Linked DNA regions of Sus scrofa: region 2 is linked to region 1. Evidence: chromatin contacts called from public Hi-C data. All regions are on one chromosome and are shown on one strand. Each heading gives the region's core, a stretch centred on a gene start, on an enhancer-like site or on the middle of the called end of the contact. The rest is flanking DNA. Distances are from core to core; before and after follow the strand shown.

The links. Hi-C and Micro-C count contacts between places; a contact is called where the count stands out from the background.
Region 2: a Hi-C map of skeletal muscle shows a contact between it and region 1, with 2.5 times the contacts expected there. The contact joins the promoter of MFSD8 here to the promoter of LARP1B in region 1. A contact is called at or near these places in 2 of 5 promoter capture datasets (fetal liver and liver), 8 of 47 Hi-C or Micro-C datasets (alveolar macrophages, blood, heart right ventricle and 2 more) and 2 of 2 datasets of contacts at active chromatin or transcription factors (alveolar macrophages and skeletal muscle).

What each region holds. Positions count from the first base shown.
Region 1 is chr8:96,853,999-96,857,652 of Sscrofa11.1, reverse strand. It overlaps LARP1B (la-related protein 1B), which reads left to right and starts at 1,584. Exons shown (of 20, transcript XM_021101600.1): 1 at 1,584-1,704.
Region 2 is chr8:96,923,271-96,926,924 of Sscrofa11.1, reverse strand. MFSD8 (major facilitator superfamily domain-containing protein 8) reads right to left here and starts at 1,862. Exons shown (of 12, transcript XM_021101605.1): 1 at 1,678-1,862. The coding sequence starts at 1,742. It overlaps ABHD18 (protein ABHD18), which reads left to right and starts at 2,063. Exons shown (of 14, transcript XM_013978904.2): 1 at 2,063-2,222. The coding sequence starts at 2,063.

The DNA.
Region 1 (3,654 bases), core at 335-2,834:
TTAAAAAGCTCCAACGAAGACATTTGGATGGACAACAGGCAAATGAAAAAATGCTCAACATCACTAATTATCAGAGAAATGTAAATCAAAGTTGCAATTAGGTACCATCTCACACCAGTCAGAATGGCCATCATTAATAAGTCCACAAATAACAAACTCTGGAGAGGGTATGGAGAAAGGGGAACCCTCTTACATTACTGGTGAGAATGTAAATTGGTACAACTATGGAAAACAGTATGGAGGTACCTCAGAAAACTAAATATAGAACTACCACATAACCCAGCAATCCCACTCTTGGGCATCTATACAGACAAACCTTTCCTTGAAAAGGACACATGCACCCTTATGTTCACTGAAGCACTATTCACAATATCAAAGATATGGAAAAAACCCAAATGTCCATGACAGATGATTGGATTAAGAAGATGTGGTGTATATACACAATGGAATACTACTCAGCCATAAAAAAGAACAAAATAATGTGATTTGCAGCGACATGGATGGAACTAGAGACTCATATTAAGTGAAACCAGAAAGAAAAAAGACAAATACCATATGCTATCACTTATATCTGGAATGTAATTTATGGCACAAATGAACCTATCTACAGAAAAGAAACAAACTCATGGGCATGGAGAACAGACTTACAGTAGCCAAGGGCAAGGGGAGGGAGTGGGATGGACTGGGAGTTTGGGGTTAGTAGATGCAAACTACTGCATTTGGAGTGGACAAGCAATGCGATCCTGCCAGAACATGATGGAGGATATTGTGAAAAAAAGAATGTATATATAACTGGGTCACTTTGCTATACAGCAAAAATTGACGGAACATTATAAATCAACATTATAGTTTTGATTTAAAAAAATTTTAAAGAGCATAGACAAAAACAAAACAAAATTTAAAAACCGATGACAAAGCATTATCAATTTGTTTTACTCGTGGGCGGGAATAGGGGCGGGAATAGGGGCGGGAAAGTGCACTAAATTCAGCTCCTGGGCAAAGGTCTCATAAAGATGCCTACAGATCACACTGTTTTTATTTTGGACGTGGCTCAAGTTACAGGTGACCACAGTGCCCCGAAGAGCCAGTAGGAAACTTTTTCATGGGGCGAGGCAACAGACGCAAGGGGCAAAGTTGCCCTGTGGGTGACCCCTGTCCATTCCGGAGCTGCCCAAGCCAAGATTATCCCCCTCGCCTGGAGTCAACTCCACTTAAGGGCTAGGGGTAAATCCACCGCCCAGCCGGGCGCCACGTGCGCAGCCCGCCCCGCCCCTCGCTCGCAGCCTGTCGAAGTCTGGCGCGAGCCAGCCGCGTGTCACAGAGGCCCTGTGCACGTCCCGCCCCTGCTCCCGCAGAGGGGGCCGCGGTAGCCGGGGAGCTGGGGAATCGCCCTGTTCGCCCTCCTTCCCCCTCGGCGGGCCGCTGCGGTGGGGCCCGCCCTCAAGCAGGGCGGCACCCAGCCGGGCGCTTCAGTCAACTACCGCCGGCGGCGGCCTGGCGAGGGCAGGAGCGGGTGAGTAGTCAGTCACGTCACGCTCCTTCGGTAGGCCCCGCCCCCTCTCCGTCCTTTCGGACCTCCCCCTCTACGCCCCCCGCCTCCGCCCCCGCGAGCAGTTACCGGCTCTGGGAGCGCGCGCGCCTCCTTCACTCCGCTAGAGGTCCTCCGTCCTCGGCTTGCGGTGCTTCCGCTGCTCTCCGCGCCAGGTGAGGGCTCGCGGCTCCCGGCTGCGGCGCCCGGCGCGTGTTGGCAGCTTCGGGCTTGCGCCGCTGAGGCGGGCTGAACCAGCGGGCGGTTAGCGCCCCGTTCGACGCGGGGAGGGGCGGCACGCCGGGCGCTGCACCGCCTCTGCCGACGCGGGCGGCCGTGGCGGCGGCGGCGGCGACTGTAGCCGGGCTCTCGGGTTCTCTGCCCCAGGCCGGAGCCAGTCGGTGTCCCGCCGGAGAGACGGGCAGCCGGGTTCCCTGGGCCCAGGCCCCCCCGGGCTGGGGCGGCTGGGGCAAGGGAACGATGTCTGCTCGCGCCCCGGTGCCCGCCGCTCACCGTCGGGAGGAGCCGCCCGCGGCAGCTGCTGAGAGGGAGTCGCTGTCTGCCGCGGCGAGCCGACAGGCGGAGCAGCTGCCTGCGCCCGAACGGGAGGGCAAAGAGGCGGCGAGGGAGGAGCGGGCCCCGGCCGCCACCAGCGCGGGGGCGCGAGGAGAGCCGTCGCCGGCGCCAGTGCTGGGACGCAGCGTGCCCCAGGCGGCTGTGCCCGTGAAGCCTCTGGCGCTGCACCTGGCGCACAAGGCGCGAGGGCCAGGGGGCCCCTTCGGTGGGGAGCCGCCGCCACCGCTGTCCCGGGACCCGCCGGCCAAGGAAGCCCGGGAGGAGGAGGTGGCGGCTGGCTCCGAGGAAAAGCTGCAGCCACCGCCGCTACCGCCGCCGCCGCCGAAGGAGAACCCCTGGACCAAAAAGCCTCCCCAGCACCTGTCCCCCGCCGGGACGGGGCTGCCGCCGCTTCCCCCACTGGAAACCCTGGAGGCAGGTCTGTGGTTCCTCTGCGGTGGTCACCGGGAGGGTGTGTGAGGGGAGACTCTAGTGGCTGGGGGAGGGGCAGCCCTCCTTTCCCTGTCAATCGGAGGTGTATCGTTCCAAGGTGTCATTCACTCTGCCTATTTACATAAATGGACATCTGGGAAGGGAGCTGCAGGAAGAGGTGGGACCTCGGGTTCTCCTTGACTGGTGGGGGCACGGCGAGGGTGAAAGAGCTGAGCCACTCGGCTGGCATGGCCCCAGTTCTGCCTTGCCCCCACGTGTTAGTGACATGGGAAAGTTGACTTAGGGGAGACGTTGCTGTTTGTCCCATAGAAAAGTTTCTGTGGACTTTTAAAAAAGGGGTGGAGCAAAGGTGTTTATTTGTAAAGTGGAAGCGCAACTGCGGTTTTTTTCTGGTGAAAGAATTGATAAGCTGAAAATCGCAGTCTTTTGTTTTTGTTGTTTTTTAAACAGTGCTAAGAAGTATTAGAAACTGTACCGTAGTTGCTACTAAAAAGCTTTGGGTTGATGATTTTGGTGGCAAATAATTGAAATAGGATAGTGCATTCACATTAGGTAGTCTTCTAACATCCAATTAGCTCTTTTTCCTTTTAGAGGAGATAAGATTATGCCACTGTACTTGAATGCCGACCAATGATGCACTGTGACCCTTGGTGTTTTATTTTGATTATGGCAACTACAGTTTTTGGGTGTTTTTTTTTTTTTTTCTTTTTTTAAGTTGAAATACTAAATAAAATGAGGACAAAAAGCAGTATCTCCTAGTTTTGCTTTCTAGTTAAGTTGTAGTAAATTGAACTTTTCATGTAGAAAACTGTTTACTTAACATAACTTCACTTAAAGGTTAACAGTGAAACAGGGAAAATTTGAGCATGTTTACCAGGTTGAGAATCAAATGAATAAAGGATATGGCTAAATGTAATGTGTTTTTAATTTTTTACTTATTTATTTTTGGTGTTTTTCTTTAGGGCCGCACCTGAGGCATATGGAAGTTCTCAGGCTAGGGGTCAAATCAGAGATGCACCTGCTGGCCTACGCCACAGCAATGCCAGATCCAAGCTGTGCCTGCAGCCTACACTCAGCTCACCACAACACCAGATCCTCAACCCACTGAGCAAGGCCAG
Region 2 (3,654 bases), core at 613-3,112, 69 kb before region 1:
AGATAACAGAATGTACCATAGGACCACATCTAACCATAACTCAATGTGGTTTTTTTTGGGGGGGGGTAGGTTGGTTGGTGTTGTTTTTTAGGGCCCCACCCGAGGCACATGGAGTTTCCCAGGCTAGCGGTCCAATTGGAGCTGTAGCAGCCGGCCTAAACCACAGCCACAGCAATTTGGGATCCCAGCCGTGTCTGCGATCTACACCACAGCTCACCGCAATGCCAGATCCTTACCCCACTGAGCAAGGTCAGGGATTGAACCCAAATCCTAGTGGATGCCAGTCGGGTTCATTAACCACTGAGCAACGACGGGAACTCCTAACCATAACTCAGTGGATAGATCCTGAAATCTATCTGGAAAACCAAGAAATAGCAAGACCAAAAAGATGGTGAGAAAACCAAAGCCACAAAGTCCATGCACTCAAGCTCATGAACTCAATTAAAAGGAGAATTCTTTTTATCTTTCAATCACAACTTCCAGGTTCTAACTACCCACAATTCTATTAAGCTTAGTTAGATATATGATTTTCAAAGGCACAGCAAACCAGAACACCCCGTGTAAAGTTGCGAGGAGAGGTTTGCAGACAGTAAAACAAACAACAGATTAAAAAATAATAATAATAAACAAAAAACGATAAGGAATAGTCTATGAAGAACAGTTAGGCAAAAAAAAAAAAAAAAAAAACTAAAAAGCATAGGTGAAAATTATAGCAGTGTAGAACAAATCAGTATAGAAGTAAATAGGCCCAAATGCCTCCTTAGGCCGGCTGGATGTCACTTTGCTACAACATATTTCATCACTGGCATTCATTTTAATGATCTCAAGATAAAATGTAAATAAAATTGCATTCCATATATTGTTTAGTAAATCAAGGACCAGAGAAATACATTTTCCAAATGGTTTCAAAGTGACTTCTAAAAAAGGTTTGGTGCTTAAGAGAGATAAACGAGCAAAAAATTAACAGAATCAGAGACAGCTGAAGTTCAGCTGTGACTTAATTAACTTGATTTAATAATTATGTTTAAAATGATTCTTAGCTCCGTTTTCCTAAAGGTGAAAATACTTCACTGTTTAGTAAGAAACAAACTATAACAATTCTGAATCACAGTCCATAAACTAGAACCAGAATAATCAGAATAGTAAGGGTCAAAATACACTTCGTCCCTTAACTGTTTAAAAATAAGTATTTATACATTTGGCATAGGACAAAAGTGAGTTCGTCTTGGGTTTATCTGCTAAAAAAGTATCAAGAAGTTAGCAGGCAATTAACTGAACACTAAGACCAGTTATTTTCAAGTACCTATTAAAACCATCATTTTCGAACTTTTATGAAATGTGTAAAGTGATCAGTTCTGTAAAGGGTCAAATGCAAAACTTAAAAAAATAAAGGGCCAAATGCAGAGCGCAGTTGCTTGGCTGCTGCATAACTGTTGTGAAGGTCCAAGAGGCTATCTGCCTTTCTATAACCCCTTCACCACAACCCGCCAACTCAAGGCGCCCCCGAGCCGGACGCGGGTTCTCTGAAGTAGAAGCGCATCTCCGGGTCTCGCCCAACCTGCCGCGGCTCCCGCCGCCTAGGCACCCCTCATTGCACCAGCTAAGGCTGACGCGAGGAAAAGCGTAAGTCCCAAGTGCGCAGGAGGGTGAGATGGCCTCCCCCCAACATCCGCTCACCTGCTTCCTGGTGTATGGTCTCCTAAGAGGGGCTCCTGTTCAGCCCCGACCCCAAAGCTCGCCATAGTTAAAGCTCCCACAAAGCTAGAGGTCAACTCTCGCGACACCTCCTACTCTCTCCCATTCCAGGAGGCCCGAAGGTGTCAGAACAGGCCCGCAAGTGCGCATGCGCACCCGACAACCAGAAGTGGGCGGAGCGTGCCAGGTCAGAGGCGGGGTCACGAAGAAGACAGGGCGGGGCGGGGCCGTGGAGATGACAGGGTTAAGGGGTGGGTCCTGAGGTCTGAACCTCCTCCTGGCGTTTCCGCCTCTCCGCCTCCAGGGACGACCTGAAGGAGAGCCAGAGAGGGGGCGTATCCAAACAGCCGCCCCGCCCAGGGTTCGTATGCCTTCCTATGCTTCCCTGTCCGCTACCTCTCGCACCTCAGTTCCTGGAGAGTGTGGTGAAGCTGCGCTTGCGGTTCAGCCCGAAAACAAGTCCCGGGAGAGATCGGTGGCGCAGGGAGTCTCGGCTAGCTGGATAGCAGGCGTCCGCCCAGCGGCCAGTGAGTATGTATCCAGTCCAGGCCGCGCTTCCCAAGCCTCTTGCAGCGCTGCCTACGTGCCAGGAGTCAGGGGCTGAGAGCGCAAGGCTTGGCGGGAGACTCGGGGGTCTGGAGCCCTGGGGAGGGTGGAAGTGCTCGGGCGGGTCCGAGTGAGGTGGGCTGGCGGGCTCTCCCCTCTGTGGAAAGTGGAGGTGGTGACGCGCTGTGCTTTATCTCGCCTGGTTAACTGCAAAGGCCCCTTACCCATAGTGCCTTGTTGAGACCTGGATTGAAGATGGGGGTCCTCCAGCCCCTCCTAACCTGCTGATCCCCAAATTGGAACCCCACCGCCGCCTGCGTGGACTGTGGGCTTTCAGCCTTGCAAGATACCAATCAGCAGAGCCTGCTGCTGTAACCTGGAGGTTAGAAAAGGCACAGCACAAGTTTGACAATGGCCAGCTCTTTTCATCACAAGGAGAATATTTTTAGAAAATAGGTTATGGGTTGTTTTTGTTTGTTTGTTTTCGGTAGATCGAGGTGCTGTTTCTTTTCTGGTGCTTACATATTAACATCTTACCTCTACAAGCAGACTTGTAAGCTAATTGGTGCAGTAGTCATGTGTGTCATAGTTAGCACTAGATACATCTTTATGTGATTTCATTTGATCACAACTATGGGATAGGTAAAGCAGACACATTTATAATTTACAGAGAACTAAGGCCCAGAAAAGTTAATAACTTACCCAGAGTCACTCGGTGTGAAAATGGCCGAGTTGGGACCCAAATTAAACTGTTTTCGATCAAAATGAGCACTTACTCTATTCCAGGCCCTATACTAGTTATGTACTGTATGGTATAAGCCATCACTTTTGATCTTTGTCTTGTTTGTAACCTTGTGTGTAGTCTATTAGATACAGTCCACTGACTTAACAGCTAAACTTGAAATAGGTTTTCTCTTAGTACAGAATTATCTTCTGAATACAGACCTAACTTTGTGTACTTGGATTCAGTCTTGCAAATTTGTAACAGCTAACAAAAACATATCAGATTCCTATGATTGGTCCAAGAAGTACATGGGTAAAATTAGTTTTTTGTTTGTTTGCCATAATGTTGGCTTACTGTGTCTTTGGCTTCTTTTTTAAAAAAATCTCTGGAGTTGTAGCAAATATACAGATGTATATTTAACTAAGGAACTTTAACCAATATTGCATAAGCATAATGATTACTAAACAAATGCACATTGAATGAATACTTATTGAATTACCTCATTTCACCCCTGCAACAATCCTCTGAGGTGGGATTGTTTCAAGCATACAAGGAACTTGAAAGTAAGAGATTAAATAATTTGCCTAGGGTCACACCTCTAATAAGCAATGATCTTGAATCCAAGAAACAGAGGACTCCTTACTATAAAACCTATGCTTTTCATCACCAGCCCACCTTCAAAAAGAATA